7 separate regions of the Mus musculus genome follow, and all the other regions are linked to region 1. A link is a contact called in public HiCAR-type, Micro-C and promoter capture Hi-C data. All regions are on one chromosome and are shown on one strand. Each heading gives the region's core, a stretch centred on a gene start, on an enhancer-like site or on the middle of the called end of the contact. The rest is flanking DNA. Distances are from core to core; before and after follow the strand shown.

Evidence for each region. Promoter capture Hi-C pulls out the DNA fragments that hold promoters and counts their contacts. Hi-C and Micro-C count contacts between places; a contact is called where the count stands out from the background. HiCAR-type assays count read pairs that join an accessible place to other places.
Region 2: a promoter capture Hi-C map of pre-B cells shows a contact between it and region 1, with 3 times the contacts expected there. The contact joins the promoter of Map2k3 here to the promoter of Trim11 in region 1. A contact is called at or near these places in 2 of 39 promoter capture datasets (liver and pre-B cells).
Region 3: a contact with region 1 is called in a promoter capture Hi-C map of liver, with 2.5 times the contacts expected there. The contact joins the promoter of Shmt1 here to the promoter of Trim11 in region 1. A contact is called at or near these places in 2 of 39 promoter capture datasets (both in liver) and 1 of 9 other capture datasets (liver).
Region 4: a promoter capture Hi-C map of liver shows a contact between it and region 1, with 3 times the contacts expected there. The contact joins the promoter of Smcr8 here to the promoter of Trim11 in region 1. A contact is called at or near these places in 1 of 39 promoter capture datasets (liver), 1 of 484 Hi-C or Micro-C datasets (B cells) and 1 of 115 datasets of contacts at active chromatin or transcription factors (thymic regulatory T cells).
Region 5: a contact with region 1 is called in a promoter capture Hi-C map of neutrophils, with 4 times the contacts expected there. The contact joins the promoter of Mfap3 here to the promoter of Trim11 in region 1. A contact is called at or near these places in 2 of 39 promoter capture datasets (neutrophils and pre-B cells).
Region 6: a Micro-C map of the G1E-ER4 cell line shows a contact between it and region 1. The contact joins the promoter of 2010001A14Rik here to the promoter of Trim11 in region 1. A contact is called at or near these places in 1 of 39 promoter capture datasets (pre-B cells) and 1 of 484 Hi-C or Micro-C datasets (the G1E-ER4 cell line).
Region 7: a HiCAR-type map of astrocytes shows a contact between it and region 1, with 3 times the contacts expected there. The contact joins the enhancer-like site here to the promoter of Trim11 in region 1. A contact is called at or near these places in 3 of 39 promoter capture datasets (hippocampal neurons and liver), 1 of 484 Hi-C or Micro-C datasets (CD4 T cells) and 2 of 115 datasets of contacts at active chromatin or transcription factors (astrocytes and pancreatic cancer cells).

Annotation. Positions count from the first base shown.
Region 1 is chr11:58,975,781-58,979,949 of GRCm38.p6, reverse strand. Trim11 (tripartite motif-containing 11) reads right to left here and starts at 1,857. Exons shown (of 6, transcript NM_053168.2): 1 at 1,306-1,857. The coding sequence starts at 1,710.
Region 2 is chr11:60,929,751-60,933,919 of GRCm38.p6, reverse strand. It overlaps Map2k3 (mitogen-activated protein kinase kinase 3), which reads right to left and starts at 1,866. Exons shown (of 12, transcript NM_008928.5): 1 at 1,649-1,866. The coding sequence starts at 1,697. Map2k3os (mitogen-activated protein kinase kinase 3, opposite strand) reads left to right here and starts at 2,053. Exons shown (of 2, transcript NR_027800.1): 1 at 2,053-2,354.
Region 3 is chr11:60,809,065-60,813,233 of GRCm38.p6, reverse strand. Shmt1 (serine hydroxymethyltransferase 1 (soluble)) reads left to right here and starts at 1,969. Exons shown (of 12, transcript NM_009171.2): 1 at 1,969-2,330.
Region 4 is chr11:60,775,405-60,779,573 of GRCm38.p6, reverse strand. Smcr8 (Smith-Magenis syndrome chromosome region, candidate 8 homolog (human)) reads right to left here and starts at 2,049. Exons shown (of 2, transcript NM_001085440.1): 1 at 1-2,049. The coding sequence starts at 1,546. Top3a (topoisomerase (DNA) III alpha) reads left to right here and starts at 2,209. Exons shown (of 19, transcript NM_009410.3): 1 at 2,209-2,652. The coding sequence starts at 2,473.
Region 5 is chr11:57,516,757-57,520,925 of GRCm38.p6, reverse strand. Mfap3 (microfibrillar-associated protein 3) reads right to left here and starts at 2,261. Exons shown (of 3, transcript NM_180599.1): 1 at 2,214-2,261. It overlaps Fam114a2 (family with sequence similarity 114, member A2), which reads left to right and starts at 2,282. Exons shown (of 14, transcript NM_026342.3): 1 at 2,282-2,353.
Region 6 is chr11:57,799,577-57,803,745 of GRCm38.p6, reverse strand. 2010001A14Rik (RIKEN cDNA 2010001A14 gene) reads left to right here and starts at 2,279. Exons shown (of 4, transcript NR_131042.1): 1 at 2,279-2,512. It overlaps Sap30l (SAP30-like), which reads right to left and starts at 2,109. Exons shown (of 4, transcript NM_001081168.1): 1 at 1,457-2,109. The coding sequence starts at 1,654.
Region 7 is chr11:57,960,685-57,964,853 of GRCm38.p6, reverse strand. No RefSeq gene overlaps it. Among named protein-coding and RNA genes, the nearest start is that of Larp1, 46 kb to the left of the region's middle. Within about 2 kb of position 2,088, at least 400 of the 459 cell types and tissues checked have an H3K27ac peak or open chromatin away from gene starts, as enhancers often do. A contact at or near this core is called in astrocytes, hippocampal neurons, liver and 1 more, where this site is marked.

The DNA of each region.
Region 1 (4,169 bases), core at 608-3,107:
AACAGCTGTGAAGCAACAGCAGCCTGCACACACTTTGGCAAAGGCCTCGAGCTCTGGCCACATGCAACCCTACCACTGGTTAGGTAATGACCCAGACTTCCTACCCTGGGTGTGGTGAGAGTGGAGTGGAGCCCAGGAGGCCCTGGGATAGGCCTGGGCTTGCTCTCCCCTCAGCTCCTGGTTCCTGCCGATGTAATCCCTCCTCCGTCTCTTTGGTTCTCTTCTGGATACTACTCACTCATGGCCCCAGAGCCAAAGAGTGAACTTGTCACCAGGACCACGTAGGCCAGCATGGCCTAAAGAACCCCTCCCAAACTCTAGTGAGTGGAGGGATGGCTCACTGCAGGCCCACTGGTCACAGGGAAGAGCTATCTGCCCATTTCCTGGCGTTACCAGAAAGCAGGCTGTGTCCCCCACACCCAAACCTGCTCCTGTGCTGAACAGCCACAGATACCTAAGCGTACGCAAGACAGAGCATCCATTCTGCAGGAGGGAGACACCCTCTCTGCCATCAGCCTCCTATTTCACAATCATTTCCTATTTCACAAGGTCTCTTTCTGGTAACTCCACACCTTTTGGGATAAAAGGCCTAAGGGTAACTGCTTCTCTGAGCTTTTCTTTCTCTTTTCTTGTGTGAACCCCTATGCAAGAGAAACTTAGTGTTACTTAAGCTGATCTGTCTTGTCTGTTGTTCAGACAGTGAACTTAACAGGACAGAGGACAAAGGTTTTCTTTTTTGGCAATAGAGCAGCTTTAGTGTTGTCCCTTCAGGGCTTATCATGTCATTCGTGGAGAGATGTGGGTCTCTTTCAGCACCATTAAGGGGTTTGGTGGCAGGGGGGTAAACCTGCCAACCAATCATCGGTAAACCGGGTATGGACGAAACGAAATGAAAAATTACTGGGACGATCTCTGTTTATAAGCTTTTTAAGTTTATAAGTTTATAAGTTCACCTTTGTGCTAAAGTCCAAAGTAAAGGAGACTTGGTGCCTGGTTTATTCTGGTCACCCAAGTTCATGCAGTGATGGGGACACACTGGCAGAGTATCAACTCTGACACAGGCCAAACTGTTGATCTGACAGCGGGCCCCTTCACAAGCTCTCCAAGCTGAGTCTGGACTGACTACCAACACCCGGTTTTCCCCAGAATGCACGTGCATCTCATCCTGGAATAAGACAGGCTACAATCCCGACCCCGTCACAGGATCAAGTTAACTGTAACTCACACTTCCTCAACTCAGGGCAGGGCAGTAACGGGACATCCCTTCGCACCGGGCACTGGCCGGCTGCACCCAATGGAACGCACCTTGAGGTCGTCCGCCGCCTCCTGCAGCGGTCTCACCCGGTGAGTCCAGTGCTCCGAACGCTCGCAGATGGGGCACAGCAGGCTGAGGTCGTCGCCGCAGAAGGTGGTCAGCGGCTCGCGGTGCGCCGCACAGACGCCCTGCGGGACCGGAGAAGGCGGGTGCAGGCGTCGTGCCATTTCTGCCATTTTGGCGAGCGGGCGGTTGGGCCGTAGGTTCCTCTGCGCCGACAGCTCGCGACACTCGGGGCACGCGTATGGGCCCTCGGGCTGGCCCCAGCAACGTCGGATGCACTCGCGGCAGAAGTTGTGGCCGCAGTCGGTCATCACCGGGTCGGTGAAGTAATCCAGGCAGATGGCGCAGGTGGCCTCCTCCTGGAGGTTGGTGGACAAGTCTGGGGCAGCCATGGTGCTGGCGTCTGCGCCTGGATCGAGCTTTTCGTGGTGCACCGGGATCGGGCAACTCCGCCGCGAGAGCGCAGTGGGAACGGGCCAGGAGCAGGTAGCGGCACTCTCAGCCTCCTGGGTAGTGGGTACATCCGGCACTAAGCTCTCAGACTTCCGCCGGAAGAGAAACCACAGCGGAAGCAGGAAGCTAGTTTTTATTATTTTTTAGAACCCGTTTGTTCTTGGGTTGGCCGCTGTGTATCGGGGCTCGGGGTCGGAATCGAATTATAGTGCAAGAGATCGCATTTTCGCCTCTCTTGCGGTGACAAGTCTCCGCAGGTGGTGTCCCCGCACCCCAAGATCCGGATGCTGCAAACTTTGGCCATGGGTTCTGTAGCTAATCTCTTGTGCACTGTGTAAACCTTTCTCCGGTCAATACAATGGCCAGTGAGCTTAGGCAGGAAATTAGAAGGTGTGATGCCTGGAAAAGAGAGGGGCCGGGGTGGATGCCGGGATCGACACCGACGCAAGTTTGGCCCCAGAACGCTGATGGAGATAGCAGCAAAAACTGAGAACCAGGTAACCAGCCACGTGTGGCAGAACTTAGAATAACGGGATGATTATGCACGAATCAGGAAACAGTCAAAGCTTATGGTGGTGACCGTCTGCGGCCACAACTTCTGCCGCGAGTGTATCTGACGTTGCTGGGGCCAGCAACTTAGAAAAGTTGTGGACAGCGAGTGCTAAACTAGAAAGCCAGGCACGGCTTCTCTCCCGTAAGATTTCCCGTAGCGGCGGGCTGAGCGCTTGAGCGGCCGTCTATAAGCAACTGGGTAGCGAGCCGGAACGCACTCCAGCCTGCGTCTGCAGCGGCCCGGGTCTAGCACTCCCGCGGCTGCTGAGTCAGGCAGCGGCCGGCCACGAGCCTCTGGCGTGGCCCGCAGGCGAGCAGCTTCTCAGAGCTGCACGAACCAAGCGCAGTTTGCGATCCAGAGCTGGGGCACATAGGCCTGGCTTTCAGCCGGTGGCTGCAGGTAAAGACCTAAAGCCATTCTCGAGCAGCAGGTCGGAAGGGCCTGCAGAAAGATGGAAACAATGGGGGCAGCCTCCTGAACTGAGCTGAGGGGTTGAAGTTAGCCACCGTAGACACTTGCTGGTCTGTGGAGCCTGCAGACGCACTAAAGAACAAAAGGAACATTTTCCCGCAGCGGCTATGGGACTAAAAAGCCCCAAACTTCTGAACCGGTAAGGTATTAAGTTTGAAAACAATAAAAGAGGAAAGAGACTAAATATAAAACATCGTAGACAAATATAGTTTAAGTTGGTAAATCGAAGTTTTTAAGGAGATAGAGATTAAAGGGAAAATATCTTCTATGATAAAAATGGAAAGAACTCAGTGGCACAGGGCATCTAGAGTCTGTATAATTTTTGCTATAGTTATCAGCATATAAATAATTTTTTTCAGTAACGATAACAAATTTTCTATATCTTTTTAAAGAGAGATCAAAAGAAAGCAAACTTAGATAAGGAGAAGACTGGAAGATGTAGGTTACAGGCCTTAGAAGAAAAATTAGAAAAAAATATAAATAAAAATTAGGAAAACTCTAAAGTAGTAGAGATACGACGAGAAAGATATCTGAAAAATGAAGACAGGTCATAGAAGAGAAATTGGAAAGATTTATAAATAAAAATGAAAATACTAAGATAGTAGAGCTACAAGAAGAAGAAAATATAAAAAATGGAGATGGGTCTTAGGAGAAAAATTAGAAAAAAAATTATAATTAGAATTGAGAAAGATACTGAGATAGACAGGGGAAAGAAGGCTAAAACATTCAGTACCACCTTGGAACAAGACTGAAAAGGGCAGTCTACATCTGTTAAAAAACCTAAAATGATTTTCCAGACTTGATAAAGGAATTGGGAGGAGATGAAAGAAATTCACAGGGTTATCAAGAATTTGAATGGCAACTTCTAGAAGCACAGGATTTTAGAACGCTTAAGGAAGCAGTAATGAGCTATGGCTTACATTCACCATATGTAATAACTGGGCCACACAAAAAAATCATATAATTCCAATCAAATGGAGAGATTTGATGCCAGCCATCTTAAAGCCTGGCCCTCAATTGCAATGGCTGAGGTGGAAAGATGAGGCTTCCGTGTGGGGCAGTGAAATAGGATGGAGGTGCTGATGGTGTCGGCCATCAGTTACTAAGTGAAGGACTGTTCTGGATTGAGAGTCCAGATTACCCTGACGATGCCGTCCTACAACAGAGCCTTACAACAGGGTGGAGTTCAGTCTTTTACAAAGGTGACCCAGGGCCCAGATGAATCTTTCACTGGCTTTTTACCAAGGTTAACTCTATCTCCAAATAGAGCAATATCAGATCCAACTGCTAGAGAGATTTTAATTGAATGTTTCGCTTTTAAAAATGCTAATGCTGAGTGCAAAAAGGCTACTGGACATAAAAGGGCCAGATTTG
Region 2 (4,169 bases), core at 617-3,116, 2.0 Mb before region 1:
CACTCACAATCTCTCCGGCTGTGATCTGCAACTGCAACTTTTATTTTGGTGAGGCATCTCTTGCCTGGAAGAGCTGAAATGCCTCCAAAACAAACACTGCTTCCAAACCCTTCCTGAGTGGAGCAGCATCTAATTTCCTGGTTCTCAAGTTCCACGAGGTCTGCACTGCAAGGTCCTCCCCAGCCACCTCCCCCAATAAGTGCCTCCCTAGTTACTCACAGAAGTTGGGCAATGGTCAGGGATCTGGCCTCCCACTTATGTAAGATGCAATTACCCCGTCCACTAGGCTCCTGCAGGGCCATGGAAGCCAGCTGTAGGGGACCCAAAAGGCCCCCGCCTGCTCAGGACAACCTGACCAGGACCAGGACTCCTGAGGTTGAGGTTTCCTAGGTCAGAAGGAGAGAAGGCCACCACTGCACAAGTACCCTCTTAGGTGCCCGCCATCCCTGTCCTCTGTGCTCTGCAGCTGCAATCCAAAACTGGGCCCAGCGTTGCAGCAGGAAAGCTGGAGATAGTCAAGGAAGTGCAACAACTATTTGCCCCTGGGTACCTACTATGTGCTGGGCGCTATGCTGGGTTCTCGATCATCTCAGACGTGCTTGCTTCAAACCACTCTACATTCAATCTCACATCACGCCCCTAATATCCATTTCATTAATAAGTCCTAGACATGCCCAGAGACTAGCCAGGTGAAGCAGTTCAGAATTCAGAGGGTCAACCCATTCATATCTCCAGGTCCAGCTTGGAAATCTTTTCTGCAGATCAACCCTACTGAGTCTCTGACATGTCAAAAAAAAACATCCTTCTCTCTTCCTGGAGAAAAAAAAAAAGCATTCTGACCTCCAAATCTTGTCCCCCTCACTTCCCATGACAAATGCTGCTGCTGCAGCCCACGCAGCACCACTGCCACCTCACAGAAATTTCCAGGAAAGACAGTTAATTGGAGAAGGACAAGCTTTGCACAGCCAGCCCCTGGCCTGCTGCTAGCCCAAGGACCAAACAGCACGTCTAAGAGCAGACTAAGAAACACTAGGTGCAAGAATCGGTCAGCTCGGGAAACTCAGTGAGAAGACTGCAACTGAGTAGCAGGTAGCATGGGCAGAGCTGCGAAGTGGAGACGCCAGGAAGTTCTACAGGGACAGCCTTAGGGAGGAGTGCAGGCAGCCAGTGAGCAGGCCAGCAAGACATGGGGCAAAGGAGGATTCACAAGGATGGAAGGAGTTGGAAGAGTGGAGGAGCTCTGAGTAGACAGGTTTCCGGCATTGGGAACACAGCCCTGGGGCCCAGAGTAAATTCCAGCCTGGACAAAATCCAAGAGCCTGGCCTGAGAGGGCTAGAGCAGCCCAAAGACCCTCTAGCAGGGATCACTGAAATCCCTGAGTCCAGGATGAAGCCCGGAAGCCTAAATGAGGAGCTCACGGTGAGGCTACAGACTTGGGAGTGGAGCGAGAACTAGGTCCTGCCTGGGTGAAGTCCCACGGCCTAAGATCCGGATTCCAATAAGGTCCCGTGAGGTCCCGGGCTTGGGCTGGACCCAGTCCTGGGTTGGAGTGCAGACGTCTGTGCCCAGCCCGGAAGGGAGCCCAGGATCACGGGCGGACTCAAATTGAATGTGGCACGGGCCGCGCAACAGGGCGGGAGAGCCTACCTTTGGTCTGAGGCAAGCTGGCCGGCGGGCTCGCGGCGGGCGACTCCATGCTGCGGACCGTCGCGGCGGAGAGCACTAATCTAGAGGACAGCAGACTACACCGGGGCCGGGCGCGCTCATGGCTGCTGGTGGCTGGCAGCGGCGGCAGGCGATGGGCGACAGGCGACACAGACGCGACGGTTCCAAGCGTCCGAGGCGGGCGGCGCCAAAGCCACACTGGGCAGCGCCGGACGCCTGCCGACGGCGCCACGCAGGCCCCGCCCATCGTACTGATTGGCCCGCCTGAAAAGGCCCCAGCCTATCAGACGCCGCCCGGACTGTCACGCACAAACCCCACCCTCCAAGAGCCGGAATCCAACCCAGCTTTCCCCTTAGTACAGCTCGGCTCCGCCCTCTTGCCGTCTAGATGACTGCCCTACCCACTCGGGGGATTGTGCTGGCGTGGTCCTGGGTGCCCCAGCCTGTGCCCCCCTATGGCACAGCGTGTGCGGGTCGCAATCTGGAAAATCCCAAGATCTCTAGGGGGGCAGGGCAGGGCCGATGTGCTCCGTGGGGTTAAAAGTGTTCCCTGAGTGAGACTAGACTCCTAAATGGCTGAGCCATACCGAGGATGAGCGTCCATGTGCTCCCCTGAAGAGAGCGGCGACCACCGGCTTGCCTCCTAGGGCAGCAGGAAAAGAGCGATCCCACGGCGGGCGCGTGCCAGGTGAGTGTTCACCGACTGTGGGAAAGAGTTTACTGCGCCTTGCTGAACGAGCACGCGTTTAAGTCCAGCCTCTACAAGCACCTGGCACGCCAGCACCTAGGGAGCGGGGAATTCAGTGGCTAACCTTTGCCTAGTGACAAAGTAACTGGTTGTAACATTATAGCAGCTCCACTCTCCGGGCTGGGGAGTAGTCTCCGATTAAACAAAGTGTCATTCCAAACACTGAAATACCTTTTGCCAGCCTTGACTGGGGTTCCATCTCGGCCGTCGGTCGCTGAGCCTCTGTCCTCACACTAACCAGGAATCTCTGGGGTCGATTGGAAAGTCAGGTCTAGTGAGGGCAAGAAGCACAAGGTCAAGGAGTCAGTCGGAGCTGGAGTAAGTCTTAGCTCTCTGGCCAACACTCAGGCCCCGAATGCCTGGCTTGCATATTTGATTTCTACCGCAGCCCTCCTCCCGTGCCACGTGCCCCTCCCCATTAGGAATCCTGAATGTCTCATCCTCTGCTGAATCCCAAGGCTTAGCCCAGAGCCATGCACATAGTAGGTGCCTAAGAAATATTTAAGGAATGAACAGAGGAAGTAGGAAAAGCATGCCACAGACATGGGTAAAGTGACTAGTCCCGTGCCAGGCTCTTGGGCACCAGGGTGACTCAGACAAGGCCCTCAAACAGGAGGAGTTTAATGGGTTAGTCAGAGAACTTGACAAACAGCCCAGGGATCACAGACTCCATGTGGGGTGCTATAAATAGATACAAGAGTCCTAAGAGGCCCTGCCTCACCTGGGTGGGGTCAAAGAAGGTGACCTTCCTGGACTAGTCATCAGAAAGAGAGGTAAGAGACCATCCTTGGAAGAAACAGAAAGGCCAGGGCAGGGAGTGGAGACCTGCTCAGGAAGCCAGGCTAGGCTGCACCAGCAAGCCAGTCAGCTGCTGGAATGAGGGGCATGATGGAAGACTTTTTCTCTCTGGCCACCTCTGCCAACAGCATCTGTTACCCTCCTGTCCCTAAGTGTCACAGTTAGCTGGGGGAAGTTCATGACCACTCAGAAACTGGCCAGAGCACTAGACTCAGATCCCAGCAGGCCATCTCTTACTCTGACTCCCGGGAGAGCAGACCCCTCTAAGGAAAGCTGAGGTTGGGGATGGGAAGGGTTCAGCCTGTGTTAGCATGTGACTGTGAGTTGAAGAAAGGGGGTGGTCCAAACCTAGTGTGTGGGGAGCAACTCACTGGTTGAGCACACACTGTGGATGTAGCATTGTGGGATCAACGACGAACAAAACAGACACAACGCTGCTCTCAGAAAGGAATGGACTTCTGGCCTAAGTGAAATGATAGGGTGTCTCAGGTTGACAAATGCTGTGGAAAAAAGGGGACGAGAGAAGGTGTGTCTGGAGGTGGGAGTGTGATTTTAGTGAGGGCAGTCAGGAAAAGCCTCCCTTAAAGGTGCCACAGAAGCAGAGATTTAAAGAAGCAAGAGAAAGGATAGAATCTCCAAGAGAAGAAGCGAAAGCCCCCAAACCAATTGTGTCACCACTGGTATGGTCAGAAATGAGAGGCTCCCTCAGATGCAGCCCCTTCCAGATGCTGTTAGAGCCTCCTCCGCATGCACTGATCATACACCCCAAGCACACATGAATTCCCACAAGATGCACAGGGTTTGTATGCATTTAGCATGGCTGCCCAGGGGCAGGCCTATTGACAGGCACAGTGGTCATGCACAGCTCTGGTTGTATGTGCAGTGTCCTGCCATCTGCAGAACCTCCCAAGGCTTGCTGACCTGGGGTGTGTGCCTTCTTGTGACCAGCCCTAGTGT
Region 3 (4,169 bases), core at 720-3,219, 1.8 Mb before region 1:
AGGAAGTCCAAGATTCAGGGGTGGTGGTTTACCCCTTTAATCTGGGACACAACTTTCTGCTGGAAGCCTACATAAGGATATTGGAAGAAGGAAGATTCAGTCTTCTTTGCCTGCTTGCCTTGTGGGACTGAGCAACTGCTAGATCCTTGGACTTCCAATCACAGCTGCTGTTGACCATTGTTGGGGAGTTGGACTTCAGATTCTAAGTCATCAAAGACTACCCATAAGTTCTGTGACTCTAGAGAACCCTGACTAATACAGGTACTTAAGAGAGAACAGCACAGAGAGAAAAGAAAAAGGAGGAGGAGGAGGCAGTTTTGCTGGGACAGTTAGAGAGAGACAGGTTGCAGAGAGAGAACAAGTTAGACACAGGTGAAGTCAGAATCAGCCAGAGAATGAGAACATATTGTCAAAGTTACACTTTACCTGTATGTATACGAAGGTGCTAAATCCCCTGGAACTGGAGTACGGATTGTTGTGAGCTGCCATGTGAGTGTTGGGAATTGAACCCAGGTCCTCTGGAAGAGCAGCAGTGCTCTTAACTGCTGAGCCATCTCTCCAGCCCTGTGGGGTTTTGTTTTTATTTTTATTATTTAAATCTATTTTTTTTTAAATTAGGGGCTGGAGAGATGGCTCAGTGGGTAAGAGCACTGCTGCTCTTGCAGAGGGCCAAGGTTCTGTTCTCTGAACCCTTGTGGTGGTTCACAGCCAACTATAACTCCAGTTCTAGGGGATTTAACACCCTTTTGCCTGCCTCTGCCTTCTGAGGGCTGGGACTAAAGGCTGCACTACTACCTCCTGACTCTAAAATGATTTTTTAAATCTTATCATTTTAAATTAATTTTGTTACTAAACAATGTATTTTTATATTTTTATGCACACATGGCAATAATATATATTTAAAAATTTATTTTATTTATATATGCAAGTGTTTGTCTGCATGTATGTGTGTACCACATGCATGCATTGGCCACAGAGGTCAGAAGTGTGCATCAGAGCCCCTGGAACTGAAGGTATAAATGGTTGTGAGCCACCCATGTGGGTACTGGGAATTGAACTCAGGACCTCGGCAAAAGCAACAAATGCTCTTAACCACTGATCCATCTCTCTAGCCCCATGGCAATATGATTTGCTTCATTCGTTTTTACTAGCGTGTGTAACACAAACAACGCAAACTCTTGTTTAGGCTAAGCAGGCTCTCTAACACCGAGCCACACAGCCAGCCTCATTTTAATATTTGAGACAGCCAGCTAGCCTGAATCTTGGTATTTAGTCAGGTTGCCCTCTGTCTCAAGATCCCTCTGCCAAAGCCTGTAGAGTTCTGGTCATGCCAGCTGGGTTTTTGTTTGTCTTGTTTGTTTTTTTGTTTACTTATTTATTTGAGATAGGGATTACTGTGGGCTGACACCAGGACCCGCGGTGGTGGCGCACGCCTTTAATCCAGCACTTGGGAGGCAGAGGCAGGTGGATTTCTGAGTTCGAGGCCAGCCTGGTCTACAGAGCGAGTTCCAGGACAGCCAGGGCTAGACAGAAAAACCCTGTCTCAAAAAACCAAAAAAAAAAAAAAAAAAAAAGATCTATTTATGTCAGGCATGGTAGCACATACTTTTAATCCTAGAACTCTGGAGGCAGATCCCCTGGACACTTGTGCATTAGTTACTGGAAACTGAACCCGAACCAGGCTCGATCCCCAATCCTATCCAGGTCTTCTGGATCACAAAACACTCCTACAATCAGCAATACTGCCCAAAAGTCCCAGGTCCCAAGGTAAGGAACCGCCCAGTCCCCTCCTCCTTCCCACCCCCTCCAGTTCAGAGCTCTTTTTTTTTTTTTTTTTTTCCGTCAGGCTTTGCCCTGCTCTGAGCGCGGGCGAATCGCGCGTGGGCAGCTGGGGGCGGGCTCTACCTGGATGCTCCCACTGATTGGGCCGCTGTAGGGGCGGGGCGGGACCAGGCTGCGCTGGGGAGAGTTTAGTGGAGCTCCGGCCTCTGCGCGCCAAGTTTGGGTTTCCCCCGGACGTGGTGTGTCACGTGGTGGGGAGGCTGGTTCCCGGAGCACGTGCTGGGCTGTTAGGACAGCCCGCTGCGGGGTTCCGGCTGGAGGTGTTGCTGTGGTCACTTTCCGCGCGCTCTCCAGGAATTCGGCGATCCACTTGCCTCTGCCTCCCTAGTGCTGGGATTAAAGGCGTGCGCCACCACAACGCGTTTAGTCCCTTTCATAAAGACCGGAGGAACAGACGTTTACGGCCAGCTCCCGAAACCAAGTGAACTGGAGGCCACCCTGCACCAAGGGTTGGAACCTTTTCACAAAATCCACGCTCCTAATACAAGGTATGTAATTTCTAATCTTTGCGATTGTTTCTTTTTGTTTTGTTTGAGGTGTGAGTGTCACACATGCTGTCCTCGAACTTGATGTGTAGCCAAGGATGACCTTGAACTTCTAATGGTTCTGCCTCCACCTCACCAGTAAGAGCTATCGCTCTCGGTTCATGTGGTGCTGGGATGGAACCCCTTGGTTTATACATGTTAACGAAGCTTCCGAGGTTTGTCTGTAATCACTGCTTTTGATTTACTAGTACAACCCTGATTATCTGCAGTGCGTTACTCTATCTAGGGGACAGGTTGGCTTGTAGCGTTCTTAGCCCAGTGCCTCTATTTCAAGGTCTGGAAGTTAGGTGACCTTTGGTTAGCTGAAGCAAGCACAAATGTGTTTAATTGAGCCAGGCAGTTGCTGGACCAGAAACACCAGTTTAGGCTCCGTACAGAATACATTTAAAATTTCTTCCTTGAGGGGAAATTGAATGGAGGTGAGTAATTGTGTTACCCAGGATTCTGGGAAGCACCAAAAGTAAACAGGAGTTCACATTCTGCCTCTGTTATATGACCTTAGTTAAAGCCACTCCAAGGCCTTTGAGAGCCTCCTCTCTTTATAAAGCAGGGCACAGAGAGACTCGCACTGTTCCTGTCCCCATTACAGCCTAACACGTGGGTATGGACTTTGGCAGACCTATAGACAGTAATAAGGAAATGCTGTATGTTTTCCCCAAAGTTAGCTCAAAAACGACAGTTCAGCAGCCAGGGCTCTGCAGAGAGACCCTGTCTTGGAAAACAAAATAATCAAAAGTCTATAGTGTGAAGATCTTCTTCCTAAGTAAGCCCTAAGTAAGCCAGGAGTGGTGGTGGCACACGCAGGAAGATCTCTGTGAATTCAAGGCCAGCCTGGTCTACATAGAAAAACCCTCTCTAAAAACATAAAACTAATGCCCTGGCCTGGGTATTGTGGTGTATGGCCTTTAATCCCACCCAGCAGACAAAGAGGTAGAAGTAGGCAGAGTTCAGTGCCAGCATGGTCTACATAGTGATTCCAGGATAGTTCTATATGGAGACCTTGTTGTTGTTGTTGAAAACTATTAAATACCTGACTGAGGCTAGGCCTGGGAAAGCAGCTTGGTTGGTAGAAAGCTTGCCTGGAATGCAGGGAGCTGGGTTCAGTCCAGCATCCCATGAAACTAAATGTGCTGAGGCGTGCCTATAAGCTGAGGACTCCTGAAGTGGGTGGGCCAGAACTTTCAGGCTCTTCTCTGCTATGCCAGTTCTGTGCCTGCCTGGGCTACATGAAACCTTGTCTTTAAAATCAATCAATCAATCAATCAATCAATCAATCAAGTATACACTAAGCTTCTTGAGCTCCTTGAAGAATTCTGAGCTAGCAAGATGGCTTCTTGAGTTAGGGGACTCACAGACAAGCCTAATGGACTGACTTTACCCCTAGGAACTTCCTTCTGTGTGTTGTAACACGTGTACCTACACCTGTACACAGTAAACAAATGGGATTTTTTTTTTAAGAATTTGAACTTTTTTTGTAGTTCAGAGAAAACTAGCTTATTTTAGTACCTTATTTCAGGAAGGACATATATTAGTTTAGTAAGGGGATGCACTACTGTGATCCGACATAGTGGTAAAAGCAGGGTGGGAACCAGGCAATCCCACGCTCTGCAGGCTGAGGTGGCCCAGTCTTTGAGTTCAAGGCCAGCTTGGTCTATAGAACAGTCTAGCCAAGACTGTTACACAAAGAAACCCAGTCTCCAAAAACAAAACAAACAAGCAAACAAACAAAACAAAAACCCCACCAGGTGGGACACTCTGGGGAGAGGCGTGGGAGCCACTGGG
Region 4 (4,169 bases), core at 800-3,299, 1.8 Mb before region 1:
TGCTGTCCTCGCTGATTGTCCTGTGGCTGACCGCTTTGCTACGGACTACATGGGGGCTCAATGGCACGGTGAGGCTGGCCTGGCTGTCAGATTTCGACAACACAGAGGCTGACTTCTCGGTGCCCAGCACCTCAATGCTTTCCCCACTACTGATGCTCCCTTTCATATCCATATCCAGGTAGTCCAGGTTCTCTTGGGGGTCAAAACTGCGTGCCTCTGTTGCCTCCACCCCCGTGTACTCTTCATCGCCAAGTTCCTGCTCCATCTTGATCAATACAGACTCCACACTGGACTTGTAAGAGCCAACGCTAATTAACACTTTAGGAATGGGGCATTCTTCTACAGGCTTGGGAGGCAGCCTGTCCTGACTGGGCTGAGAGGGTACATTCTCTTGCTTTTCCATCCTGTCATCCACCTCTACAAAATCTTCAAAGAGGAAATTCGTTATGGGCTGTTGTTTTCGAAGCACTCTGTCAATCTGACTGGTCAGGAGGTAGCACAGGTCTCCTCTGAACATGTGTTCAATGTGGCTAAGCTGGGCCAGGGTCTGAGTGAAATACTCAGTGTCACAGAGTTCCTCCAAGGTCTTCAACTTCTTGTCAAAACACTTGGTGGACTTTGCTTTGATGAGTTTGGGGGTGTAAGCCGGTCTGCAGGTATAAAGGTCTGCATTAGCGGACTCCTCAGGATTAGAGGTAGTGGATACCTGGTCAGCCTGATCCTGGGTATGCTCTGTATCACCAGGCTGCAAGTCAGGGATCTTCGTCTTCTGACGAGGGTATGAGCGGATCTGCCTCAGCAAATCTTGATGTTCGATGATGGACTTCTCCACATTGGCCAGTTCATTGGCTTTCTCAATCGCCTGAGAAGAATAAAAACCCTTGTCGTTGGCTTTCTTCTGGATCTCGGTTTCTGTGTGTAGCACTGTCCTTGTGTAATCCAAGTCTTTCAGCTTTTTTTCAAGTTCCCCAGCGAATGCCTTCCTGTTGCCCATCTTCAAGCACTCAGATGCTTTGGAAAATTCGGCCGAGAGCTCTTGGAACTGCTGCATGATTTTATGCTGGTCTGCGGAGATATAAGCCATACAAAAGGGCCTCACAAAGCCCCTGGCCTCCAGGTCGTACAAGGTGAGGTGGTGCACATATGCAAAGGCCCCTTCCTTAGAGTCTCCCAGTACCACTTTAGAGTCTTCCACAAAGTTCAACTTGGGGTAGGCAGAACCGGGAGGATGGCCTACGAATGAAGCCTGGTAATCCACCGACATAATCCGCAAAGAGAAGTAATTAAGATCAAAAGTGCCAAAAACTTTGGTGTCATTGGGGATGGTAAGCAAGGGCTGGGGTCCCACCTGCTCAGAGAACTCGGAAATGAGGATGAAGTCCCTGGAGAACTTGGCCCCAGACAGTTTAGACCAGGGGTTTGCCCCCTGGCTGGCATAAGGAAAGAGAGGGACTGAGTACTCCTCAGGCAAAGCGGGCTCATTGTAAGGTTCTTCCTCGTATTCATCTTCCTTGGTGAAGGCCACCACATCAGGGGCGCTGATCATATTTCCTGAAATATGGCAAGCACATTGAGAGGAAATGGAAAATAATGTAGGGTTGGTCGGAGGGAGAGTCAGGCCTCTGGATGCGAAAACGAAGTTCTTGCGGCCTTCTTTGCACTTCCGGGGATCCTAAACTGCCCTGTCACACAACGAAGAACTCGAATTGCCGCAGACTCTCAAGGTTTGGGACCTGTGATGCCCTGGGCAAGCCTCATGAACTCCAAAGCTGCAGGTCCAGATGACGGAGGCTGGCCATTCTCCAGCGTTTGCCCGGGCCGGCGCAAGGTTCCTGAAGCTAGGTCACCAGCACTCCCCGGAACCTACCGGCGACATCAACAGTCCCAGCTCTGATCGTGTCATTAATCCTCGCCACGGGCTACCGCAGAATCAGTCAAATGAGTCTCCCCACGACCTAAGGGCAGAAACTGTCGCCGCTCCTAGGACCGTACTGTCCCAGGGAAGCTACCGCGGCACCGCCATCTTGGTATCACATGACTCCCCAGCATCAGCGTCGCGTGACCCGGAAACGCCCACACAGACTTCCAAGTTAGTGGCGCCTTTTAAGAGGCCCTGCCAATCAGATCTTCCAGAGGACAAGTCCCGTTAACTACCCATTGTCATAAAGAAAAGGAAAGTAGAATACAGTGGGGTGGAAGGGAGGAGGAGAAACGGTGTTGGAGGAACGTGCACAGGGCATGAGGCATTCTGGGAGTTGTAGTTCAAGGCTGCTTAGTGGCGCAGTGGGCGGAAGTTGTCTGTGAGCGCGAGTTTAAGCGAGACTCGGACGTGTGGGTTTCTGATCGAGGCGGCAGTTGCCTGGAAAAACTGCATTTATTAAGGTGGCTCTCACAGTTCCTCGTGGCTTTTCCTCTGGGTTCTCCAGCATGCACGGGCACCCGTGGAGTTGCTGCTGGAGCAGGACCTAGGGAATGATCTTCCCGGTCACCCTCTTAGCGTTTCAGTGGCACCGACGGCCTGGAGGCCGTGCCCTGTCCCGCGCTGCCATGGAAGTGGCCTTCCGAGGAGTGCGAAAAGTTCTCTGCGTGGCGGAGAAAAACGACGCTGCCAAGGGGATCGCCGACTTGCTGTCCAACGGGCGTATGAGGCGGGTAAGAAGCACTTGGGTTCTGCTTCCCTGAGGAACGCCCACAAAGTCCGACAGCGCGTTGGGTACCGGGAGCCCGGGCGAAAGCGACTCCGCCTATTTTGCGAGAGGCCCCTCCCGGCCGCCCTCACTTCTCGGTTTCTCCCTAGCCTTCAGGCTTTTTGTAAATGTAAAACCTTTTCACGCTTTTGATAGACCTTTGCTCGCCGGATCTGTCTGCTCGGCTCACATACCAGTGGAGCATTGCTCTCCCTTCTTTGGGTCTGGAGTGTGAGAACACGTGTATTTTAAAACTCTTCCTTGGTCAATCACAAGTTCAGTAGTATTGGAAAGCGGTAACCAACTCCTTTATCTTGGCGTTCAAGCCTTACTTATGGAATCCTGTCCCTGCCTTCTGCAGACCCTGTGACTAGGGTGGTGGCACCCTAGGGGTAACACTTAGGTTTAGGAACTAGAGAAGTCAATTACTACTCCTATAGACTGATTCTAAGATACACGAAAGATAGGATTGTCTCCTGACAAAACGGAGGTGAGAAGGGTAAAACCCCAAGGACTGTTGCGTTATCATTCAGCTGGAGGCCCTTCCTAGGAGCTGTTCCCTTTTCTTTGCAAACAGTTGGATCTCCAGACCTCTGCCTCCAGTTTTAAAATACCCGGAAGGGGGAGCCAAGGTTAGGTGGGCGCTGGCCCCTAACTACTTCACCTCTTAAAAATGTCTTTGAGTAATAATTTTTTCTTTTCTGTTTTGGAGACAGGGGTCTCACGATGTAGCCCTGGCTGTCCTGGAACTTGCTAAGTAGATCAGGCTGGCCTTGAACAATGGAGATCTGTTTGCCTCTGTCTTCTAAGTACTGGGGTTACAGACTGACATTCAGCCTAACTACTGCTTAGATCTCTCTCTCTTTTATTTTTTAATGTCTATGGGTGTTTTCCCTACATGTATGCCTGTGTATCAGACACATGCCCACCGAGGCCAGAAAGGGTATCAGATCTGGTTGTGAGCCACTATGTGAGATATGGGAATCGAACCTAAGTACTCTGAAAGAGCAGCAAGTGCTCTTAACTATTGAGTCATCTCTCCAGCCCCTTAAATGTCTTTTTTTAAGGAGCGCCCCCTGCCCCCCATACACGCACACACTTGGCCGGGGATTCTTTTCTCCCTCTCCCCCACCCCCTCTCTTTCTCTCGATGGCTAGTTGGTTGGTTTTTGGAGACAGGTTCCTCTGTGGTGTAGTCCTGTTTGTCCTGGAACTCACTATGTAGACCAAGCCAGGGCTTCTGAATCCTGTACCATCACAACACTTAGAAGGCATCTACAGTAATGAGACTGCCAAAGCTGGAATAAAAGAGATTGTTGCTGCTTTGTCCATACCATTGAGTAGATTGGAATTGAGTCTTTAAAACTGTATTTTATTCAGAGGGCTGGCAACCCTAGAAGACAGCTTGTCTCCAGCTGGCAGGTTATATAGAGACAATGGGGGTGAGGTAGAGAATGAAAGGCGGTCAGTCGCTTTGGAGTTC
Region 5 (4,169 bases), core at 1,012-3,511, 1.5 Mb after region 1:
AATTTAGTGGTCAGAAGAATGGGCTCTGGAGTTACACGTACCTGGTCCTTGTTCTGAGTGAAGCCCAGTCTGGAAAAGCCTTTGTTTTCACATCTACTGAATGGGGTTAGTAACGGTAACAATCCTGGAATGTCTGGAAGCATGCATGGATGTAGGTACATTACAAATACATGCTATTGTCATTATTACACTTTTTAAGATACTTTCCAGTTAGGTCCTACTGTATCTGCCTAGATCACAGTCCTTTTACCCCATCTGGGTACCACACTTATTTAAATCCAATCTAACCGCTTGTGATATATCCAAATACTGTCTTTCAAAGAAAAACAAAATCTATTAGGAGACTTCTCACTATTTAGGAGATAAGCTTAAAACTTCAGATAGCAGTTGTAACACTCTGGGAGTTCAATATGTAGGAACAGTGCACACGTGCACAAACTGCCTGAAATAGTTTGTAATTTGGTATGGTCTTAAGTTGCACCTTTATCACTTGCTCTGATGTGCTCGAGGCCGCTTAGTTTCCATATCTGGATGCTGATTCCATTATCATCCCCTTCTTTGCCTAGAATCATACAATGTTTCCAGTCCCCACACAAAGCTTCAGTTACGTGTGTCTTACTCTCTACTGTCTCTAAACTGTCTTCAACCTCACATTCTGGTTCTAGTTGTTCCTTTTGCTTATCATTTCCTTTCCCCAGTAACAGCTTCCCATGAGAAATTAGAGAAACTGTGTTTCTGAGAAAGGTCTCATGTAGTCCAGGCTGGCCTCGAATTTGCACTCCAAGGTAAACTTGAGCTCCCCTCCTGCCTGTACCTCCATCTGCTAAATGCTGGGATCACAGACCTGTGCCAGTACTTCACCTGGAAAATAATCTTTATAGAAATGTCAGTTATCATTTAGTGACTTACCATTTTAAAGCTACTTCTTTTTTTGAGAGTAGTTTTGATTTCTTAAATGGAATGTACTGGCAGTAGTAATCTATTTAAACAAAACTCTTCAAAATTCTTGGTAAGTTTAAGTGCAATGGACTCTAAGACCAAAATTTTTCAGAATTGTCACTATAATACTAATGGCAACATGTAAAAGACAAGACAGTTACTAGTGGCCCAAGATACATTCCTATACATTTTTCCTTTACAAAAGAAAACCAGAAGAAATCTTTTTTCTGGTTTATTTGTTGGACCAGACGTTTTTGTTTGTGACAGGATGTGGTTACTTAGCTCTGGCTGGCCTAGAGTTCACAATGTAGCCAAGGCTAGCCTTGAACTTGCAAATCTTCAAAGGAACAGGCATTTAGTAAGGTCGTAGAGAATATCAGCATACGGAAATGTAAAGAATTACTATTGAAAGTAAAGTCAAACATTTGAAGGGTTTTAGGAAGTGGCAGTTACATCTGAACACTGATGTAAGGGATTGAACAGAGGAGGGGAATCTGTTCCTTTTTTTTTTTTTTTTTTTTTTTTTTTTTTTTTGTGCTCAGGATCAAACCCAGGGTCTTGCACATGACAGGCAAACGCACTCCCACTTAGCTATACACCAACACAACACAACAGCGAGACACTCGAAAGCAAGTCTTTAGGGTTTCAGGTGCCCCCCCCACCCCATATTTTAACACAATTTTGCTTAATGTCTTCTTGGATAAACTGCCCAGGGACAAATGAAGCGATGCACTGCACATCTAAAATTACAAATCAAAAGCATATCACTCTCCTGCTTAGAAACTATCAATTACTTCCCATCGAGTTCCAAATTTTAAGTCAAACGCCTGGTCACCGACCTCACAAAGACCCAGTGCCCAAGTTCTCCGCCCCCCCCCCCCCCCCCCGTCTCCCTTTACTATTTATTCAAAACCTCTACTCCTCCTCCCTACAGGCAGGCTTCCCCCTTCTCACTTCCTCACTCAGTTCCGTTCCATCACCGCATTTAAACTTGGACGAAAGCACTTAACTACCCCCTCAGATTCCGTTGTTTTGATGGTGGTGGTCTCCCTTCCTCACCACCTTTGCAGTGAGCTGAGAGCAGGGCCCGCCCTGAATTCCCAGTTTGTGTCCCGGATCGTCGCTGGCCCTCGAGTATTCTGGAAATACCTCATGGCGGAACCCCGACACCCACACCCAGCCTTCACGGAGGGCGGACATCCTGGCATCCCCCGTGTCCAGCTTCAAGCATCCTTTACCTCTCAGGAAGCCACCGGAGCAGCGGATTCACTCACCTCTCTGCAGTCAGCGCCTTCCGCCCTAGAGGATGCTTGACCCGGAAGTACTCCTCGACGGCGACCCCGCCTCCGCGCTGAGGTCAGGAGTACTTCCGCGACGGTCGGGTCGGATCGGCGAGCGAGCGGCGGTGGCCGCGGTGAGGGGCGGTGTCGGGGTTGTGGGGCTTCCGGGTGAGGGCGGCGAAGGCTGGGGGGTCTCGGGGTCACGGGTTGAGGGGCTGCAACGCTTCCAGCCATGTTTGGTGGGCTTGCCGGCCGAAGGGCTGGAGAGCTTGTTTACCTGAGGCCTGGGGGTGGGACCTGCGTGCGGACGTGCGGAGACGAGAGACCCGCCACGTTAGCTGGGGAGTCGCCGCAGCCTGCAGCTGGGGCTCCCTGTCGCACGGACCGGCGGCAGCGCTGACCCCAGGCTCGGCTTCCAGCTAGTCAGCCACGCCAGCCACGCCGCCTCCGGGTAAAGGCGATGGTCACGCGTGTGCTCTGGGCATATTTGTGTCTCGACTGTGAGGCGCCTTGTTTGACTTCTCCAGTCACCTGGATTGTTCTCCTCCAATCAGGAAAAACCATACCCGGAAAACATTAAATAGTACAATTCCGTATGTCTGGTATGTGTTTAATCTTACTTATAGGAACGGTGGAGAGGGACATCACCACTCACGAATCTTGTCTCCTGACTCAGCCTAAACTCTTGGCACGTCCTCGATGCTTATTAAAATCTCTATTGTGCAAGTGAAATAATAGGGACAGCTGGAGTTTACTAATCGGAATGTTCTAGTTTCATAAAATTTAAATGAACGTATGCAATATGTGCGTTCTATTTGCTTACATAGAGCAAATCGAGAGACTATATATTATATGTTGTAACTCGGAGAAAGAAGAAAAAGGTAGCTCTAAAACAGTGTCTATACAGCTGCAAGAACACCTTCTGAACTTTGGGCAAGCATGTCGGTGTCTTTTTGTTAGATCAGCCTTTGGACTGACAGGGGCAGAAATTGCCTTACATATCTTCTCTGTCTCCAGAACTGGGTCCATATGCAAAAGGTTCTTGCCATGAATAAGTTAAACGAGTTATTTTTCTATTTTTCTGAGTTAGTTTGCATGGCAATTGGTACTTGTGTATGGAATTTTTTTTTTCTATGAGTTTTTGGGACAGTTTAATATATGCATATCGTGTACCCATAGAGTCTAGGCAACACCTTTTTTTTTTTTTTTTTTCACGTGGAAGAGGTTTTATTGGGAGGGAGAGACAAGATGGCAGCAGAAAAAGAAGAGGAGAGGAGGGAGAACACTAGGCAGCATATTCTTGGTCTACCTTTCTAGCCTGTCACCCTTGCTTCTTCCCTAATAGAGACATGACTCTAGGGGATTATATCATGGCTCCCTGACCTTTCTTCTGTGCTGTCTCCATACCCTTTGTTTGTTTACCTTCCTGTTGCTGTGATAAGATACCCAGACAGAAACAAGGAAGGCGATCTTATTCTGAGTCACAGTTCGCTTGTCCAGTGGCAGGAAGGTCACGTAGGAAACTGGTCACTTTGCACCCACAGTCTAGAAGCCGAGAGCAGGGAATGCTTGCCATCAGCTGGCTTCTCCTTTTGACACCTTCCAGGATCCCAGCCTTTGTCATTGTGCCACCCACAGTAGATGGGTCTTCCCGAGTCTGTTAACCTCAGCAGGACAGTCTCCACAGATGTGCCCAGAGGACTCTCTGGTGGTTCTAGGCATATCAGTTTGGCAACTGAGATTGACTGTCATAAGCCTGAACTTTTCTTTATCTCATTGGCATTTTCATTCGTTAAAATCTTAAGCATATTTAAGGTAGACATTACAAACACAGATGCATGCATGGTCTAATTGGATTACTATAAAAGAATACTATAAATTTGGAGATACTAGAGTATGAGAGAATGCTGTTCAAATGCGAAAGGATTCAGCAGCCATTTGGCACCAGAT
Region 6 (4,169 bases), core at 1,030-3,529, 1.2 Mb after region 1:
GTGTGTGAGTGTGTGTGACATCGACATGCTCAACACTGCTCCACATGGCTTCCCCATGGGGTGAGTGGATAAATGGAGTCTTTACTGCAACAACAAAACCATCCAGATGTGAGCACTGCCAGCAGCCCACACGGGAGGCAGGCACCGTTTCCATGTGGATAAACTCATCCCCAGTCTCGGGATCACTTTCACTCCCATGTGTGATTAGCAGGGGACACCTGAGGGTTTAGCCAGCTTTGCTTCAGAGTAATCTCATTCATTCATTCATTCACTCACTCATTTATTTACTGACAAGACATTTGTAAAAAGGAAGGTCCCAATCATAAAAAAACAAAAAACAAAACCCAGCACGATTTCAAATGAGCTGGATTCTACTGGTTGACTAAATAAAACTGAGTGTGCAAGAGAAGAGTCTAGAAGAAAGGATGATGATCTTATTTATTATAGACGAATGAAAACTGGGTGTAAGGTTTGGAAGCAAGCCAGGCAATAAGTGGGCTTAGGAAATTAGCCAGCTTTTAAGTGCAGTGTGCTCTTGGCGCCATTGCTTCCTACCCCCCCGCCCCCAGCCTCAGTTTCTGCCACATCAGAAGTGTAAAGATCGGCTCCCTTTCCCGCTACCAAGCAATGTCTGATTTCCCCAAACCGTTGAACAGTAATCATTCAAACTCCTGAATATGAGAAGTTCCTTAACTCAGTCTCAATTCCTAACCTGGAAGCTGCCACTCAGGGCTTGCAGCAACAGATGTCAAACTGAAAAGTTCTTAACCGGTTGGCAGTAGGCACATCTTGAGGACCAGAGTAGGTGAAATCACTCAGGAAGTTTCTTATAATTAGCCACAAGGCATAGGGCAATCTCATTCCATTTTAAATTTGCACCTCTCCACCTCCAACGGCATTACCAAAGATGCTAATCCCCGCAAGAAAGCTGATTCCCCGCCCCCTTCAATCACATCCACAGCAAATCATTTAAGACCCGGCCTTGGCCTTATTTCTGCCACATCTCAGAAAAACTCATTCGCTGCCAGCGAAGCGGGCTCTGTGTTGCGCTGCAGAGACCGGAGGCCGCGGCAGACAGGAAAGTCGCGGCCACCTTGCTAGTGTCTGAAAGAGCGACAAGGTCCCTGGAGGGAGGACGAAGTTGGAGAAGATCCTCCCGGTTCCCTTGTCACCTCTTTTGCCCAATTCTTGCAAAAGTAACCCACCTCTCTCTGCTCTGCTATTCGGCGCAACAGTGACAGCTGGAAACTGCTGTCGCTTTCCCAGGCAGGGAGAGTGTGCCAAGCCCTCCCTGGTTTCCCAGCCCACCCTCGGGGACGCGGGCAGCGTCGCGGAGCACCGAGCGGCCTCCAAGAACCTGAGTCCCCTGTTTTGCACAGACTGCGCGGCGAGGCCCACCGCGCGGAGCGTCCCCGGGGTCCCTTCCCGCGGCCCTGCGCTATGCCCCGAGACTCACGCTCTTGTCTATGTCCAGCTTGAGTTTCTTCTGCGAGATGCTTTTCTGCACCCTCTTGCTGAAGGAGGCGTTGCCCGCGGGCCGGACGCAGCGCTCGCCGTCCGCGATGAGGCAGCAGCTCTGGCCGTAGCCCGGGGCGGCGGCGGGGGCGGCAGGGGGCCCTTCGCGGCTGTCCTCCTCTGTGCTGAAGCCGTTCATCTCCCCGCCCCGGCCCGGCCCCTCCGGGGGAGGACCCCTGTAGGCCACTCCGCGGCTGCTAGCCCCGCGGGGCAGCTCTTCGCCAGCCCCGCGCCCGGGTCCCACGGTGCGCCCTGGGTCAGGCGCGCTCCGAGCTCCGCGAGGCCCGGCTGCTCTGTGCTCCTGCAGCCCGGGCCCCGGCGGGGATGCACACGCCGAGGCTCCGGCCGGGGCTCACGAGGCTTCCCCCGGGATCCGGGCCCGGCCGCCCTGGGGCTCCCGAGGCCCCCGCCGGCTCCCGCCTGCTCCGCGCCGCGCGGCAAAGTCTCCACCCCGTGGCTCCCCGCGCGGGGGCCCGGCCTCGAACCTGCCGTGTCCGGGCCCCGCGGTGTGCTCGGGCCGCCCCAGCGCCTGGCCGCTCGGCGGCGCCCCGAGTCCCCGCGGCAGCCCCTGGGCCGCCCCGGCCGCCGCCCGCCCGACGCGCCGCACCACAACAGTGCGCTCCCCCGCCCGCCGCGGCACAGCGGAAGTCCCGCCTCTGTGCGCTCAATGGTCGTATTCTTTATGTAGGCGGGGCCCACGTCGCCGCTGGCAGTTCCCATTGGGCGCCATCGCTGCCGGTCTCCGGTGCCAGGCTACTTCCTGGACTCTGCTGGGATGGGTTCAAAGTAGAGAAAGTGCAAGAGGGAAGAGTTACCCGGGCTAGAGAGGACAGCGGGCCGCAGGTTTAGTCCTGGTTGTGGAGTGGGATGCTGAGATGGGTCTGGAGGGATGCAGGATGTTCTAGGCCGTTAGGATGGTAAATAGGGACCTCGCTCCGCGAGGGATGCTGAACGGGGTCTGGAAGAATGCAAGATGTCCTGGTCCGGGCCAGGAATGGTGAGCGAGGTCCTCTGGCTCTGGGGCGAGATGCTGTGTTAGGTCAGGAGGGACGCGGGGCCTCCACCTCAGGGAGTGGTGCTGAGCGGGATATGGAGGGTCGCAGGGTCTCCATTCCGGGATGGGATGTTGAGCAGGTTCCCAATCCCAGCGCGGGATCCTGAGCAGAGGTCCGGCTCCATAGTGGGGTTGTGAGCAAGCCGGTTATGGAACGAAATGCTAAGCCGGATCTGACAGGCCGCAAGGTCTCCTATGTTGAGTGGGGTCTGCGGGAAGCAGGGACAGACTTGCAGCAGAGATCACGTTCGCAGTGGACTGAAGCATCGACGTGCGGAGGAAAACTGAGGGACAAGGGAAGGGTATGGGAAGGAGACCTTAGGGAGAAAGTGCTGCCAGGAGAACAGACTGGGCAAAACGGAAAAGCCTGGGCTGGAGGATCTACGCGGCAGCGGGAGACAGGGTGCATGGTGTGGGACATGAAGCTAACGAGGAAGTGCATATGCGCGTAAAGAGGCACTGAGAGACAGGAGAGGTCGGACAGGTGAACTAGAAATCTTTGAGTACAGCGGGCACCAAGGAAGAAGGGACTTAAGGAGGAGAGCCCAGCGTCAGAGCAACCCTGGCCTGGGTTGATCTTCAGGGTGGACTTTGTGGGCTGAGGCAAAGGTGAAAAGCCCTTAGGCCACCAACGGAGGACTCACCTTCAGACTTGTTAGAGACTGATTTGTAGTTTTATTGCTTCAAGCTAACTCAGACCAACCCGGGAGGAGGCCACCGCACCCTGCCAAGACCAGGGTGTCACCTCGTCCTTGATGCAAGGACACAGGGAATTTTCTGAGGGTCGGGTCCTACAGTCAGTAGTGTTGTGGGGGAGAGGTATGGTTATGGGATGGGTGTCCGGAAAGCTCTTAAATTCTCTCCAGAGGTCTAAAAGTGCGTTTGTACAGTTTACTTTTATTAATTTCACACAGGAGACAGTATGTTAGAAAATACACCTACCAGATAAAAATTTAAGGCCACTGTGGGGGCTGAGGCTGTAATTTGGTGGCAGAGTGGATCAGCACACTCGAGGCTCTGGATTTGTTCCACATTACTACTTAAACAGGATGTGGCGGCACTGGCCTGTAGTCCCACCTTTCAGCAGGAAGATCTGAAGTTCAAGGGCATTCTCTCTCTTTTCTTAAAAGAATTATTTATTTATTTTATGGATATGAATACACTGTAGCTGTCTTTGTACTCACCAGAAAAGGGCATCAGATCCCACTACAGATGGTTGTGAGCCACCATGTGGTTGCTAGGAATTGAACTCTGGAATAACAGTCAGTGCTCCTAACCGCTGAACCATCTCTCCAGCCCCTCAAGATCATTCTTGACTACATAGCTCGCAAGTCAGTCTTGGTTTTGTGAGACCTTGTCTCAAAATAACAAAACAAAACAAAATGTGTCCATTACGAAATTGCTTATAAAAAATACTCTAAAAGTTACAAACGAGAAGAGGTGAAGCAAAATTAAACATCTTCAGAAAGTGTTAAAACTCACCAGCAACTCTGTAGCAAAGATCTCCGAGCGCTTGACAACGCCTTGTCAATGCTGAGTAATGAGCGCTCCACGGTGGTCCACACCTGCTATGCCACTGCTTGGGAAGTGTGTAGCGGGA
Region 7 (4,169 bases), core at 839-3,338, 1.0 Mb after region 1:
TTACAACCCTACACTTCTCTCCGGAAGAAATTGCCTGTGCAACTCTCTCCTTCCAGAGAGGGCCCAGCCAGCGAGCTCAGGAATTATTCATTGAATTCTCAGGTTTCTTATTAGTACAGTAATGGGTTCCTGGGACTGTGGAGTCAGCACGCCAGGGGAATTCACTCAGGCTTTGGAAGTGCAGCAGCAAAGCAGGTTTCTGTCAATTGCTTCTTTCTTTCTGAGCATTCTTCTCTCTCTCTCTCTCTCTCTCTTCAAAACAGGATTTCTCCTCTGTAGCCCTGGCTGTCCTGGTACTCTGTCTCTCTCTAGACCAGGCTGGTCTCAAACTCAGAGATTCGCCTACCTCTGCCTCCCAAATCCTGGGACTAAAGGTGTGTGCCACCACTGCTTCCCATAACTCTCTTGCTTAACCTGTATTGAAATATCTTTACCAACCCCAGCTCTCTGTAAAAAATTATTTCCCCCCATAAACAGGTGAGACCACTAAATGTCAGGTAAAATGTGTGTATGTGTGCACATTAGCTGATCCTTAGCACAGTGGCTAGATGAGTCAGGTTCATAGATGGTATATGTAAGCCAGCCTTGGTACATGCCTGTGGCTTGGCATTTGGGAGGTGGAGACAAGACCTTTGAAAGTTCTGAAACAGCCTGGCCTGTCTGTAGCTGGGGGTTCTAGGCTTGCTACATAGTAAGACCCCCATGTCTAATAAAACAACAAGAAGGTGGCGTGCGCCACCACCGCCCGGCAACAAATAATTGTAAAAGTAATAATAAATAAAATTAAAAATAAGGAACTCTCACTTAAAGATCCTACTAGATGCCGGACGTGGTGGCGCACGCCACCTTTAATCCCAGCACTTGGGAGGCAGAGGCAGGCGGATTTCTGAGTTCGAGGCCAGCCTGGTCTACAAAGTGAGTTCCAGGACAGCCAGGACTACACAGAGAAACCCTGTTTCGAAAAAACAAAACAAAAAAAGAAAAAAAAAAAAGATCCTACCAGGAGACACCTGTTCAGTCTTATTATTTCTCTGAAATAATTCACTTTGTTTCCAGTTGAATGGGTGAGAATAGGCAGAGGGTAGAGTTGGCTGGCTCTTCATGCCAGGACACACCCTCCACCTCCCCACCCCCCACCCCGGGCCAGCCACTCTGCACCAGAGTCCAGGAACCCAGGGCCTCACCACCCTAGTCTAAGGCCGCACTGCACAACTTCAGCATTTGGAGGCTGGAAACCACCCCACCCTACTACCTCAGCACCTGCTTCTTCCAAGATGAGAAGGGTTCCACATCCAATGCCAAGTAAAACAGCCATTGTCTGTGCAGCCCTGAGACCACAGTCTGGATCCGGAGATGATGATCATGAACCAGCCAGTGACGGCCACATCGATGGTCAGTTTACGCGCCCTTCTTTCGTCTTTCTCAGTCTTGTCTCCACTGCTACTGCAAGGAAAAGTGTGGGAAGCAGCTACCTCGTGCTGGCTCCCTACCCTCTTCTAGAAATACACCTGAAACTGTTCTGTCCTCTAGGTTAATTATGGAACCAAACTATTTCACAATTGGGGCTCACTGTAACTCCCCTCATCAATTTCTGCCACCCATTTTTGTCTTCAATTTATATAGGAAAGGAGGCAGCCCCGCGTGATGGCACAGTCCTGTAATCCCAGCACTTGGGAGGTGAACACGCCCCCCACTCCAGGGGGTGCGGAGCGAAACCGAAAACAGGCTACCTTTATTGGAATTGGGAATGTAATTTTCTCTACTAAATATATGTTAATACTGGCAACTGGTCACACTGTATGGAGCAAAGATGAGGTGCAGACCGTATGTGTCCATGAGCTTCCTAGGTGCAATGCCTGTCCTGGACAACCGCTCACGTTCCGTTTGCACTCTGGTAGATCCATCCTGCGTAGGAGATCTTCCAGAGAACATATTAAAGCAGCCTTAGCAGGGGCGAGTCGGGGCGATGGCCAGCCCCAGGACAATGCTGTGACTGAGCCCCCGCTGAATTTCCCGCTCTGCTAGCCGCTCTCTGGGGCTAGAGAGCGATGACTCAGCCCGAGCCGAGGATTGGGGATAGGGGTGGAGAACCGAAGGAACGAAAGCGAAACCAGAGGGCACGGGGAGTAGGGGAGGAAGGACAACAGGACTCCTAGATCAGGAAGCTAACCTAGGCAGGAAAACCTAGAGAGAGGGCACGAAGAGAGCTGCAGGGGTGCTGGGTACCACACCTCATCTACATTCATCTACATTCATCCGCATCCCCGCCGTGTGCACGCGCCGCCCGTGGCCACACCCCCCAGCCGCACTGCCTTTGTCAGGGTGGATTGGGCCTGCTTGGATAATCATCCGCTGCAGAGGCCTGGGGAATCTGGCCTGAGCCTGAGTCTAGAGAAGGGTAGACTCAGCCGGGTTCCCAGGGGCGGGCGGACAGGCCGAGACGGTTTACCCTGCGCACCACAGATGGGAACTGAAAGCCAAACAGATCTGCCTCCTGGCTGAATCTGGAAGGCACTGGCGAAGTTTTCACAGAAATTTTTTTGTAATGTAGATGAATGGGTTTGAGAACAGCCTGGTCTACACAGTTCCAGGTTAGCTAGAGACCCTGCCTCAAAATGAAATATAAAGTAGGAAAATTAAAAGCAAACAAACAAAATCCTTAAGGCCAGGTGTATGCCTTCAGTAGGGACAGTTTGGTCTACAGGGCAGAGGCAGGAAGATTGCTGGGAATTTGAGGCCAGGTTGGGCTACATTGTAATATGAGTTAAAAAAATAATAATAACAAAAAGATGAAAATGTATCTAGGAACCATAGCGTTTTGTGAATCTAGTTATTGATTTTTTTTTCCAGACAAGGTTTCTTTGTGTAGCCTTGGCTGACCTCGAACTCGCAGAGACCTTTTGTGAGTTCTGTCTCTCAAGTATTGGTATTAAATCATCACCATCATCACCATCATCATTATCATCGGTGTTTTGTTTGGATATATTTGTATGTGTCCCTTGCATGTGTGCATGTGTGGTGCCTGCAGAGATCAGAAAAAAGCACGGAATTCTGCTGAGCTGGAGTTAAAGATGGATGTGAACTACTTATATGGGTTCTGGGAACTGAACCCTGGTCCTCTGGAAGAGCAGCCAGCGCTCTTACCTGCTGAGTCATCTCTCCAGCCCCTTATTTATTTATTTATTTATTTATTTATTTATTTATTTAAGACAGGGTCTCATATTTTTATATCGGCTGGGGGCTTTCACCTTGTAGCTGAAGATGACCTTGAATTCTAACACTCTAGTCTCCTCTCCAGTGCTGGGATTACAGGTTTGTGTTTGTTTTTGAGTTTGTGTAGCCCTGGCTTTCCGGGAACTGGCTCTGTAGACCAGGCTGGCCTTGAACTGAGATCTGCTTGCTTCTGCCCCCCTGAGTGCTGGGAGTACAGGTGTGCACCAGCACCCATCAGGGATTACAGGCTTGATGCCAGTTTGCTGTTTTCTTGGCTCATTTTGGCAGTCTTCCGTGGAGGATGAGGACACAGGCCCTCCCAGCTTTGGAGGAGCAGGAAGGTACACATGTTTTGCCCAAAGCACTCAGCATGCATATGTCAGCCTCAGAGCCCTTACCTTACTAAGGGGAGGCAGGAGGCCGATGGATAACTGCGCCTACCCATGTGATACATCCAGTAACGAGCAGTCGGGTCCGTAGGCGCCTTGCCCTCTTCTCTGCTTTCGCAGTGGGCCCCATCATTGAACTGGGGATTGAACTCAGCCCCTCGTGCAATCTCCCTCCCTAGCCTTTGCGCTGAAGATCTACCTGCATTTGATGATGCTTGACTTCTCAGAGTGTTCCACCCAAGCTACTTCCCCAGTTCCTAACCCAGTTTCTCTGAGCCCCTCCTCATGCCAGGAAACTTCCTACACCGTTTTCACACTTTCACAATCACCCTCCGACTCACAGTGGATTCCTGAGGTCAGCATTTGAGCCTGCTGGCTGTCTCTGGCCCATAGCTGTGCACTGTGCTATAAATGGCTTTCTTGGCTCAGTGGGGGAAAAAAAAAATAAAAAGGGTTAGAGTGTTGGGCTAAAGTAATTCCATTTTTAAGCTGTAGGATTTGTGCTTATGTGATTATATATTTAAGATGGAGTCTCTCTCTCTCTCTCTCTCTGTCTGTCTGTCTCTC